Regions from separate parts of the Zea mays genome. Here region 1 is linked to region 2. Evidence: chromatin contacts called from public Hi-C data. All regions are on one chromosome and are shown on one strand. Each heading gives the region's core, a stretch centred on a gene start, on an enhancer-like site or on the middle of the called end of the contact. The rest is flanking DNA. Distances are from core to core; before and after follow the strand shown. Region 1 has its middle 6.4 kb from the start of LOC103646855. Region 2 has its middle 58 kb from the start of LOC100281162.

The links. A called contact is a pair of places that touch in the nucleus more often than the background predicts.
Region 1: a Hi-C map of ear shows a contact between it and region 2, with 3 times the contacts expected there. The contact joins two enhancer-like sites. A contact is called at or near these places in 2 of 25 Hi-C or Micro-C datasets (ear and leaf).

Annotation. Positions count from the first base shown.
Region 1 is chr2:113,211,567-113,217,928 of Zm-B73-REFERENCE-NAM-5.0, forward strand. No RefSeq gene overlaps it. Among protein-coding and RNA genes, the nearest start is that of LOC103646855, 6.4 kb to the right of the region's middle. Within about 2 kb of position 1,660, at least 16 of the 20 cell types and tissues checked have an H3K27ac peak or open chromatin away from gene starts, as enhancers often do. A contact at or near this core is called in ear and leaf, where this site is marked.
Region 2 is chr2:112,820,311-112,827,154 of Zm-B73-REFERENCE-NAM-5.0, forward strand. No RefSeq gene overlaps it. Among protein-coding and RNA genes, the nearest start is that of LOC100281162, 58 kb to the left of the region's middle. Within about 2 kb of position 2,246, at least 14 of the 20 cell types and tissues checked have an H3K27ac peak or open chromatin away from gene starts, as enhancers often do. A contact at or near this core is called in ear and leaf, where this site is marked.

The DNA of each region.
Region 1 (6,362 bases), core at 410-2,909, 390 kb after region 2:
CATGAACTCGCCAAAGGTGGGAGCTAATGTGAAGTGTAAGGCTTACCAAAGAGGATGGTTGAAGCTGAGCATTACTTTTAAAGTTGGTCAAAATTTTATTAGCAATTACTAAGTATAAGTAAATACCAACCCAATTAAGTAGTAGAACAAAAGTAATAACAACACCCGCAATGCAATGCATATGACAAATTGAATTTAGTTCCATAAATTAGTTGCTCATGACCGTGAGCACGGCTAGTATAACAGTTTTACACTCTGCAGAGGTTGCACATCTTTACCCACAAGTCATGTTGCCCATCTGCCAAGAGACTGCCAATCCCAAACACCTCTACCGAGGAGGCGAGGCAGGGTAACACTACGAGGCCTTTACAAAGTTCCACTAGCTTCAGAAAATTCGCTACAGTTTATAGGAAGCTCCAATGCAGGGACCCTCGTCTGACCGCCATCGCAGCAAAATCAACTCAAGGACCTCCCTACACTGACTACTCCCCTACCGCCCTTGCCCCTTTCGGGTAAGGTAGTCCTCCACTAGCTTTCCAAATTAGTCAGCCAAGGGCGTCCCATACCACCCTTGTGGTAGCACTGTTTTCTCGAGTGGTCTCCATGTTCTAATTAACATAATGATCTTAACATGAATAGTAAATAACAACTGATAAAAGTATAATCATGAATAATATGTATCTCTATATCCAAAACCACATAAAGCAATAGTAGGTACTACCCAAAAATTCAGTGGTAAACAAGGTATAAAGATAGTCAAAATAGGGTAATCTATTGGGTCCCATCAAAATTAACCTATGCAGATCATTATGATTAATCAGAACATGGCTGGGTAAAAAGAAGTGATCAAGGGCACAACTTTCCTAGGACTTGAGATTCCAGGTACCAATTTGCTCTTCAGGTGACTCGTGACCTCACTACTAAACGTAGCAATACAAACAAACATGGTATACACAAAATTAACATCACACCAAACGTAAGAGTAAACTGCGTAATAATATTCTACGCGTCGTAACGAGATCGTGGGTTCGAGAACTAGTAAGATCGGAGTTACAGTTAAGAAGATATGGTTTTACCGGGTTCGAAGTGATTAATCAATAAAACTATATATTATGGTGATTAAGATAAATCATGTGAGAAAGGATGTAACTAACTCAACTTTTAATCTTAGTTACAACAAAATCATATTCTAGTAGATGATCATAATTAAAATCCTATATTAACTCAGATTAAACATGTTAATTCAATAACCATAGGTTGGACAAATTAATTAATTATTTTCGAGAACATGTTACATGGTAAAATAATGTTATTGTGGTGTAGGCAATATTAATACGAGTCCAACGCAATTTGAACGGGTCGAATTGGAGTAGAAACGGAGAGGATATGAATTTCCTAAGATTTTATACTTATTTTTACACTATAAGCCATTTTCTAGATCTATTTAATGTTTTCTGGACTGGTATTACTATTTCCAGGAGGACAGGGTTCGTTTTATAAAATTTTGGGACTCAGTTCTAAGTGTTTCCCCCCGATGCGGATGGCGGGTTGAATAACATAAACTTCAGGGTCTCTTTAGTAAGTTCACCACGGTCGAAGGGGTACGCTTCGACCAGAACCGTCCAATCCATCACCCACGCACCAGATTAAAAGCTCATTACATCGATTCGGTGCATAACGCAGAGCCTTGGATCTAGATCCAACGGCCAAAACACCCCCATCTCCCAGACCCAACCAGATCCGCTAGATTCCAGACTGGTGGTTTGGATTTAATATGACGAAGGGTTATCCTAGGATCTAATCAGGGTCGTCCAATTCAGATCTTGCGGCCACGGCATCGTCTTCTTCCGTTTCCGGCCGAAGGCACCAGCGGCCAAAGGCTAGCCACGACGGCGCCATGGCCGGTGAGGCCATGCCGAGCCACAGGTCCACGGATTCGATGTCTATTACTGCTACAACACGCGGAGAACATGAAGAGCATGAGGGAGCATGACATACTGGTGTCTGGCACGTGGATTATTCCTCCCCGCGGCGCACAGGTGCACGGCCAACAACACCAGATCATCGGCAAGCAAACGTCCGGCAAACCAGGCCTTTCCATGCCTGTCACTGCCACTACCATGGTCAGGACGCACATGTGATTCGCCCCAGTCACCACCTGCCATCAGATCGGCCGAGCGGACCAGAAGCATTGACGGCTCCAAGAGCATCCATGGCGATACCTGGCCAATCCCTCAACATGAGCCGGTGCTCACTTTCTGCATGGCGACAGCAGTAATTTCCTTGTGATGGATTCAGCTCGGAGCGCAGGGTCTTCGGCCAGCTTGAGATCCTTGGTGGCGCTCTATATCTCTCTTTCTCTCTCCTCCGTTGACGCACGCCTGACGTCTGGCAACGCGCCGATGGCGAATTGATGGACAGCCCCCCGGTGGTGAACACTGTAGCTTCTCTCTCGGTAGCGGGCTTGGGATTGGCCAAGGGTGCTGTGGTCTATACTTATAAACGAAACAATAAGGCACCAGGATGCACGGCTGGCAGACCGGTTGTTAAGGAAAGTAGCGAAAAATCCCAACAAACCTGGTGAGGGAGATGATTCTGGCACCGCGGTCCCACTTGCCAGAGTGCTGGAGACGAGATACCGGCAGCATAACTGGATGCCCCAAGGGTCCCGTTTGTCAGTGTGTGAGGACGGCTGGAGTCGACAGGGATCGGCTTGTACGGGCGAGTGGGCTGGCAAGGGAAAGGAGGTAGTTGAGCCGCCAGTCGCGCGGTTAACTAGGCCAAAGTTGGCCCAAACGCAGGTACCCATTTTTTTTATTTATTTTTGGTTTCTCATTTCTAGATTCAAATTCAATTCAAATCTGTTTTGACTTTTGCACTCACACATCGATGCACAACAAAAAGAACTCAGCATGAATGCAATCCATAATTTTGTTTTACTTATTTATTATTCTTATCTCTTAAAATGCTTCAATCGTATAATAAATTCACCTCATTAAATAATTAAATTTCTTCTTCATTTAATTTCTAATTTATTTTTTTAACTTAAACTTGTCTCGCGAATTTAAACACTAATGCACAAATACAAGAACCCCCAGCATGAAATGCATATTTATGTATTTATTTATTTGTTATTTGACTGTTTTACTTCCCTTAAGCGAGTATGCACAAAGTAAAGGAAATCAAATAATTTCCCAAAACACTTTTATAAATACATGTATTTATTTTATTATTTTTACTTTATACAAATTTTAGGGCTTTACATTAAAATAGATTGCATTGGAAACACAAACAATAGTTTCCTATTTAGAAACCTTTAAGATTTAATTGTTACAATCCTTTGTATATCCCTTAGTTGTAGGCCTTTTGCTTGATTCCCACAAAGGTTAATCCTTATTCCCAACAACACAAGTTCTTGCTAGAGATGAATATGAAGTTAGTGATATAACAACTCAATTCATCTTTGGGTCAATCTTAAAGGATAGACAATGTAAGATCGATAGCTTGAGATAAGAATTGAGTTAAACTGCTCAAGCACTCCCAAAGCTTCATATCATCTCTGGGTACCTGCAAAACTTATTAAGTACATTTTGGTACCCATTTTTGGATGGGTCCACCAAGGTTAGCTAATAAATACTTAGGCACCCAAATGGCCTTTGTGCTAGTTTTAGGTGAACTAATTACCTTTCTAGCACAAGTGTCATTTTTGGGTCTCCTAAGCGAATATGAATGAATTGACATGGTAGGCTTAGGATACTTTCTCATGGGACAATCCTTGCAAAGGTGTTTCTTTCTTCGGCAAGTGTAGCAAATATGATTTTTAATTTTGCAAGACTCCTTGCCTTGCTTCTTGTTTGCTACATGGTTAGTGAGCCTATTTCTTTCTAAAGTTAAGCCACTATCTTTTATGTAAGGATATGACTTAATCTCATGTCCCTTCTCATGACATTGATAACACTTTCTAGTGCATCTTCTTTTATTTGGAAGAGTGGCTTGTTTGTTACCTTGTGTGGAGCATGTGGAGGCGTGGTTGAGGCACTTGTCATGAGCTTTGGCTTTCTTCTCTTGATGTTTGCTCATTCCTTTCTTGGGGAACTTAGCATTCTTTTGAAGAGGGTTTGTGCATGCTACGGTTGTCCCCTTCTCAAGCTTCTTGACCATGTTATCACGGTTATCGTGAGAAGGTTGAGCATGACACTTTCCCTTCAAAAGAGTTAAGCACCTTCTTAGCCTTCCAACTTCTTCCTTGAGCTCTTTATTTTCTTGTGTGATAGAAATATCACTAATTCCTGAAATTTTTAGCTCAATGGAAGATTGGCTTGCTTGATAACAACAATTGTTAGCACATGGTAATATAGTTTTAATTTCAACACATGTGCACATGTGAGGTTGGTATGATTTCAAATTAGTTAACATAACCTCATGAGCCATTTCTAACATGATATGTGAATCCATAAATTTATTATGAGAGCACACAAACATATCATGTTTTTCTTGCAAAGCTAGATTTTCAATATTTAGATTTTCTATCGTGTTCTTAAGCATAATATTTTCTTTTTATAATTTAGCAACACATGATAAAGCATTTGAAAAACTAGTTTGCTCAATTGAAATCTTTTCGTACCTTTGGACCAAATCATCATGAGAGCACTTTAGCTTCTCATGCTCTTTGGTCAACTTCTCCAAGTCTTTGATATTTTAAATGAGGATATCTTCTTGCTTATGAAGCATTTCCTTTTGTCATTCCGCTCTTTTCATGAGTTTGAGCAAGCTCATCCGGTTCTTCTTGCTTAGTTGAGCGAAGAATTATTGAAGATCATTCTCATCTTCACTATCACTTTCATGTTCATCCTCATCCTCACTTTAACTTTCACTATCACTCCCATTAGCGACAAGGCACATATAAGAAGTGGATTTGAAAGACGAACCTTGTGAAGAGGTGGATTCGTCGTTTGGTCTTGATCGATCATTTTCTTCTTCAATCTTGTTCTTCGCCTCATCTTCCTTCATTTTGAGGAACATCCTTTCGGTGATTCTCATGGCAAGTTCTATTGCCCTAGGATCAACATCTGCACCAAAAGATGAAGTCGAGGCAAACTCAACTTTTTCAAGCTTAGAAGCACTTTCGTTTCTTAGTCCCCCCGACATGATTTTTTCGTCACGCGGTTAAGCGTTAGAACGAGGATTAGGCTCTGATACTAATTGAAAGTTGTCTAGAGGGGAGTGAATAGGCAATCAGAAATTTTTCCAACAAAAATTAGAAACAAACTAGGTAAAACTGGTTCAGTCGGTGTCAAAACCGATTCAACCGGTTTGCACGAGCTCAACTAAATAATGAGATATAAAACTAAATTGGTCTCAAAATTCACCCAGTTAACTTTGGAAATGAAATGTTCTAGATGATCCACAAGGTTCAAAGTAGTAGATCTGAGAAGGGCACTTCTCAAAATCCACACACCAAAAAGATATAAACAAATCTTCCACGGAATGGTGAGAGAACGAAGAACACGAACAAACACAATGAGCAAGAACACAAAAGACACAAGATTTATTCCGAGGTTCGGTCACACCACCAAGGTGCCCTACTTCCTCATTGAGGCGCCCACAAAGAGCCGAGTCTCTTTAAACCCTAATCCTCCCTTTGCCGACCACAAAGGTCAAGCCCACACACTAATCTTTGCTCAAAAGAGCGGGTAATACAAACTTTCTTGTGATTTTCCACAAGATTTGGAGACTCACAAGAGACACCTAGTCGTCTAGGAGCTAGAAGCTCCAAGAGTAATGAATCCACAAAGAACTCAATGTTGTACTAAAGCTCGAATCAAGAAGAACAAGAAGGATTTAGAGATGAAGCACAAAAATCGCAGCTCTTCAATCTCACTCAAAGACTTCTCTCCAATGATTTGAAATGGGAGAGGCAAGAGGTTTGTGAGAGAGGGTGGGAGGTGTTTCTCAGGTTAGGAATGAAGTTTGAGTCGTGCTCTGCTAAGGGGGAGAGAGGTAGGAGTGAGTATATATAGGTGGGGCTCCAAAACTAGCCGTTTTTACTTTTCTGCTCAAAACCGGCTGAGCCAGTTTTGAAATCGGCTGAACCGGTTTCCAGCAGACTAAATTCTGGTTCAGTGGCTGGTTGAGTAGGTGGGTGGACCGGAGCCAAAACCGGCTGAGCTGGTTTTCAAAAAACTGCACACAGACTTGTGTAGAAAGGTGGACTAGGGTGAAAACCAGCTGAGCTGGTATTTGAAAACCATCTGAACCAGCCTGAAAACCAGATAAACCAGTATTTTCCAGAGACTATTTTGGCCAAGATAAACTTAAAAGGGTTGTACTACATACTTTCACTAAGGATTAACAAGGGTAAA
Region 2 (6,844 bases), core at 996-3,495:
GGTGTTTGGATCCCTGCACCTAATCAACCAGTCAAATAGCGCCACGTGCCCCAGACCCAGATGGTGATGCGAGTTGACACAAGCAGTTTATCCTAGTTTAGGCTACGAAAGGCCCTACTTTCAGCAGAGGGGGATGATGCTTATATTACTTGCACCAAATTGCTCGCAGTAGGGGTTACAAGCACAGTGGGAGAGGGGAGGACCCCAAGTCCTAGGAAGTGATTGAGGCAAGTGCCAATACCATGTGGAGGAGAAGACTGATGAAGTATTCACCCGCCGTGTGTCTTATGTCACTCCTAAAGTCGTGGACTATCCTTTTTATAGGCCCAGGGAGAGTTGCCTCGTAGACTGGAGCTGTCTACATACTGTGAAGGGGTGTCTTCATACCTTGTAGACAGTATGGGCTTGTACTTTGTCGTTGACTTGTGCTTGCTTGTTTTCTGTTGAGAGCCGAGGCCGAGGCGGAGGGCTCGGTCACGTACCCAAGCCCCCTGGCATGGGGTTGCCCATACCGTAGTGGTCGACACAGTGCCCGTCATGGGAAAAAGCATGTTGTGGGATGTGTCAGCTCCACTGTTTCTGATGACATTGGGAATGTCCTCTATCACAGATATCGAGGGAAGAACCGAGCTCGGACGAGGCGGAGGTCCGTCTGAGGTTGCGACCAAGCCTTGTCTTGAGATCTGATGACACGTGCCACAATCGACGGAGTGGCCTTCCACAGGATTCACGGGTGAGGCGGAGTTAGCCCCGAGGCTGAGTTCTGCGTTGGGCAAGGCAGAACTTGTGTCCGCGGTGTGGTCCGCATCCTGTCGTATTACGCATCCCATCAGGGGCTGTCAGATGGCGTGCGCACGCGTAATGATGTTGGTGAATCTTTTGACAAGACCGTGATCCTATTGAAAGATTCACCTGTGGCCCGGCGTGAGGTAGGTGTGCGCATTTAATGCGGTTGTCTCCCAACGGCCCTCGGGCATGCTTTGTCTTTATCGCCTGAGGCGGGCTCGGACGAGGCGGACATGGCTGCCCTAGGGTGAGGGAGCCTCTGCCGGGACAGAGATTCTCCCGAGCTTACTTCCTGTCCGAGATAGGGCTTGGGCGAGGCGGAGTTTTGGGAAGACCCTTGAGGGGGATCTCGGGCGAGGCGGAGTTTTGGTTCATTGTTCTCGGAGGACGTACCTTGACGGAGTCCTTAGGATTTTAAGCGCGTTTTAGTGGCGTAATCTGGGTACCCCTAATTATCGTACCCGACAGGTAGTTCATCTTCTCTATCGAGCTCTCTTCTTACCTTTATAGTGACAATGAGACTAAGTTTGGTCCAGATTTCAACATTCTTAGTTGGTTGTAGCGACATAATCAGACTTACCCAATTCTTTCTATACTTGCTAGAGATATTATGACTGTCCCTGTGTCTACTATATCTTCATAATCCACTTTCAGTCTACCTAGCAGGGTGCTCGAGGAGCGGCGACGACGGCTGACAATGGATATGGTGGAGGTGTTCTCATGCATAAAAGACTAGGAATAGGCTGACCAACACAAGCAACATACTGTGGAGAAGGAAACCAAGGAGCTTGAATCAGCTTTTGAAGTTATGTACCTAGAGCAACAAGTATCACCAGGGAGCAAGGGAATGGAGGGAGGATCTGCAATAAGTAGCATTAAGAAGGACAAGGCACTTGTTCCTGAACAAGTAGGGAGGAGGAAGGAACCATTACCAGAAAGTTGTAGAGCCAGACAAGCTTGAAATGCTTCTGGTTTTATATCTATTTATGTTGTTTTGTAATACCTATGGACATGGACTGTGAACTGGACTATGAACTTTATAAGGAGCTGGCTATACTCTTTTCCTTTCTTGGGTTTTCTCACGAGGTATGAGTTTTTACCTAAGAAGGTTTTTAATGAGGCAGCATTGCACTAAGGCTCGAAATTAATTATCTAATTGGCTAATTGTCTTGTTCTGTGATGGTTACTTGGCTTTTAAATGTTGAGATGACTGTCTTATGTAGTTATGTGTACAATGTAATTATGTGATTTATGTGTAAATGCCTTATGTGTACAATGAAATTCTGAGATGTCTTATGTGTATAATTATATGATTTTCCATGTCTTAAGTGTAATTCCGTGATTTATGTAATTCTGTGCATTTGGCTCTCTTTTGATGGCCCGGGCCCGGCACAACACTGCCGGGCTAACCGTGCTCCTGGCCCCGGCTCAACCCGCGAGATTGTTGACGTGCCAGGTCTAGGTAGCCAATGTAGCCTGTGCCAGCCCGGCCCAGCACAGTGGCATAGCCGTGCCATGCCTGTACATGGTGTAGTCGGTCCTGGTCGATGCGTATTGCGACTGGTATATGAGTTGCTGCTGTTGTGAGGTGACCATGGACACGACGACAGCTTCGTCCACAAAGTGAGTGGCCTCGATGGTAGTGGCTAAGGCAAAACTTTGGTCCCGAGTTCAATATCCAAAACTTCGGAAATACTATAGTTATGAAGGTATTGTACTATTTAAAACCGTAGTATGCAAAACCCAACCAAACACCCGATGGCTGATAATACCTCGGTTTTTCTCGGATACCACATTATTTTATCAGAACCGCAAAAAATATTTCGGTGTCAAACAGGCCCTAAGAAATGAAAAGAGGCTAAATATCGTTCGTTGACTCAAATAGATCATATCCTTGCTGTTATGGCTGATTGTCATCACCTAGATGGTTCAAAGTTCGTGTGATCATTAAGCGGCGGCTATTGGAGATGGCGTTTGTGCTCGTGCTCGATCTCATGGATGTTTTTGACACAGGGGTATTAGCATGTGTTGTTGCGCAACAGCTGGAGTTGGGTAGCAGGTCGCGCTCTTACCATGCATGAGACTTGTCACTTTTGGTACTAGCTGCCTGTATTTCCATCGTTACTAGCTAGCTTGTGCCTTTTCTGTTTATTGGAGCTAGCCTGCTGGTGGCTTAATTAGACGACAATCAGTATGTAATTAAAGACACTTTTTTAATAAATTGCAACAACGGAGAAAGGGAGTTAATAATGATTGCCCTTTTGGAAACACAGTTGCCACAAAGTTGGATTTGACGTGGTAGGTAGGTACCAACAAGGCTAAAAAATTCGTTACAAGGTTCTTCTCAACCCGTACGCGGCGGATGGTACTGCTACTGCTACCGACCCACTGGACTGGTCTAATTTTGATTGAATACGGTAGACATGCTAGTGCATAGCATGCACGTTTTTCAACATGGTACATGAACTAGGTCATATAGTTGTTAATCTAGATGGTTTGCATATAGACGATATGTATAGTAGATTGGATCTAATTTTGTTTCGTTTATAGTATCATTGAGATAGATGAGGTAGTTATGGATATAGTCGTACAACTTATTTTTCCCTACCGGTTGGAATCACCATCAGGGCATAAGATCAATTCACTTTCCCTCTGACCACCCGCACAATTTGCCAACCAACTAGAGTGTGTGTATCTTTCGGGTCGCGAAAGGGCTTGATTAATTATAAAGTTGCATGCGCGTGCGTTTGGTATAGCCAAGGACAAATAAGTCGCACATTATGTACTAGATTTGGTGTTTGAATAGAATAGTACGTGAGCACCACTTGCATTGTCATCGTGGAGACACCATTCGTCGTCTAGTAGCTAAATCATACTTACATTCTCCACCGTAGAGTCGTGAATACCATATTCAAGAAGTAATCAAGATCCATAAGAACGCTTATAGTCCTTTAGGTAAAAGCCCATTAGTAAGGGTCCATAATAGGCTGACATGCTTAAGAGATCATCGTATAGCTGCTGCCTCTCTTTCTAGGATTACGCGCGCACACCGGTATCACAACATTTCATCCCCCACACATATGGATACCTTGGATACGTTGTTTTGTTGCGGCGTTAATCTACAACGAACTTGAGCATGACAGATGAACACGAGGACGTTCAGCTACTTCCACTACATCGACGTATTCTTCCGCGACACTGCACGCCTAGTAATAACAACCCATAATTGTCTACTCGTATGCTATCTTGGCTCAACGTGGTAGATATGCTAGTATGTAGCATATACGTTTTTCCAATAGTGGTATCGAAGTTAGGTCATGCATAATTGTTTATCTAGATGATTTGTATATAGGTGATATGTATAGTAGATTGGATCTAGTTTTACTTTAGTTATAACATGGATTGAGATAGATGAGGTAGGTATCAGTATAGTCGCATAATTTCTTTGCCCCTACCAGCTAGAATCACCATCGATATATAAGATCAGTTCGTTTTCCCTCTTTACTACTCACACAACTTGCCACTACCGACTAGAATCACCAACTAGGCTAACAGTGTGTATCTTTTAGGTTGGAAAAGACAACAAATTCAAGTTGGACGTACTGTTATCATTCTACCTCATGCGATTGTCAATATGATTGACAAAGAAAATAGAGGCAATTGGAATATCTAAAAATCAACTTGATTTGATCAGTATGATGAGATTTTCATAGCGATTTCTTTGGTTTGACCACTATATGTCATTGTAGGGAAGACGATTGCAAAATATGCAGTGGAAGAATATTTTGTTAAATCGTTTCATGAAAGCTTAAAGTAAATATAGTGCTAAACCTTGCTTTTTATTTTGTTGTAGTGATGACACCTAATTCTCCTACTGGTTTTAATTTCTGACTGATTCTTGACAAAGAAAAACTCACTAGAACAAATTGAAATGATTAGTATTGTAACTTGAGAGTTATTCTCTACAAAAAAATAAGGAGTATGTTCTTAAGACTCTGTATCTTGATGAGCCAATGGAGAATGCAAGTGATGCTGACCGAAGTGGTTATGAGATGCACACGAATAACTCCTTAGATGTTAGTTGCCTCAAGCTGTGATACCCAATTTTCTGAAAAGAAGTTAAATTTCTTTTCCCTCCTCTTTCGTGCTCTGTGCCATTGGGGTTTGGAGTTCTAGGAGGTGCATATCTCAGAGAAACGGTAGATTTTTGGCATTCTTTCGCTGGGGCCGAGAGCTTAGAGGAGAGTTTGGGTTGTGGGCCGTTGATTTCGCATCCTATGGATTGGAGGCCCCCTCTCCTCTCTAACTCTAACCGCCCCTCTCACCCCCACTCCCTTGTAGCCCCCACTCCCTTGCAGCCGACCCCCTATCTCCCATCTTCTCCATCTCTTTGCAGCCGACCATCTCTTCCTCTCCCTCTCCCACTCATTTGCAGCCGCCGCCCCCTCCTCCCCATCAAACCCTAGCCGTCCTCACCATTTCCTCCTCTCCAAGGTGTAGCCACCTCTTCCCCCTTAGATCCGTCTTGAGTTGGTGCAAGTCTCCATTGGAAGTTTTGTGGGAGGAAGAAGAAAGGGGTGAAGGAGGAATTCAAGGTGATCTTGTGTTTTTATTTTGTAATTGTGCTGCAATTTCTTTTAGTTATCCATTCTCCTAGGCGAATTGGTAGTGGTGCTGTCCTGATTTTTGGTGGCGGGCGGACATCAGTAGTGTTGGCAGTTTCTGAGATTTTTGCGGGGACGATTAGCTGTAATCACTATGAAATTCATGTAGAGATTTATCATATCTTTCCATAGATTACTTATGCGTTCAATTCGATGTAATGTTCTAGAAGATATCACATTTTGAACTCAGCTAGGTTGCTGTCCAAAAAACAGAATGCAGGATGTACTTTATCAGCTATTTCGGGCCATCGAGATGTTGGAATTTAATTATCTTTTGAATACAAAACTTGTGTGGGATTTTATGTAGATATTTCTGGAGTTTTTGTTTGATATTATTGCTGTTATAATTTTAAAGTTATGAAATTAACAAGCAGCGCTGCTGCAGTTTGGTGGGTGGCGGGGAGAGGTGTTGTTCGCGATGGGTTGGGATTGTGCGTAGGTACGGTGTTGATTATTAGCGATTGTTATGTGAATGTGTGCACTAAGTTTTATGCCAAATAGTTGGTGGACCTCCGGATCGTACTTAGTACCATTCCAAATTCCCGGTGAAGGCAAGTAAATGCAATGGTGGTTTATACCGTTCGATTGTGTTTGGTGCCCTGCTTTTGAATTTATATAAGTATCGACTGTGTTCGTTATTGAATTCCATTATAAGAATTGTTGTTCGAATTATTCATGCTTTAACGTTTTAAAAATATTGAGGCCATTGATTCGAGATGATTATAGGAGGTTGATTCCTATTTTTTATGAAGTTGAAATATCTATTTAACGCGTGTTAAATGATGTGGAATTATGTTGGCTTGTCATGCATAGTGCATCCATCAGTTTTTTTATTTGTGCATTGAAGTTATGTCGCGATCATATGGTCCGATCGTACCGGTACAATAAGCATAGTACGTTGCCCGAGGAGGGGTACGATGCAACTTCATATCCCTAGAGATATGAAGGCAGAAGTCATTATTGCATTTGTAGTCATATGCACTCATGAGGAATATGTGGAACATGTCATTGATATGTTATTATTGTGAATCTCCTCTTTGTGATTTGGGAACTAGGTGTTTGTACATTGTATTCTTGCTGCACTCTAATATTTAAGAAGTGAGTTGTGAACTCTGTGGTTGGTAAAACACTGTATTTACGTTGTCTAACTGTTGGTTAATCATTTTACTTGTTGAGATGTGTCATCTCACTCTTGCATTGCTTGATGCAGGCACTTGAACCTTGCTTGGGAAAAGGAGGGAAGTAGCAGCACGTTCACCTACACTTCTAAACAACTTTACCACTGGTTAGTAATGTATTTAATCAGGGGCTTCGGGTCAAGGATGTTGGTCACTTTTAAATAGTGTGTGCAAGTGGTTTAACATGTTCTGGTCATTATGGTGGTTGTTCTTTTG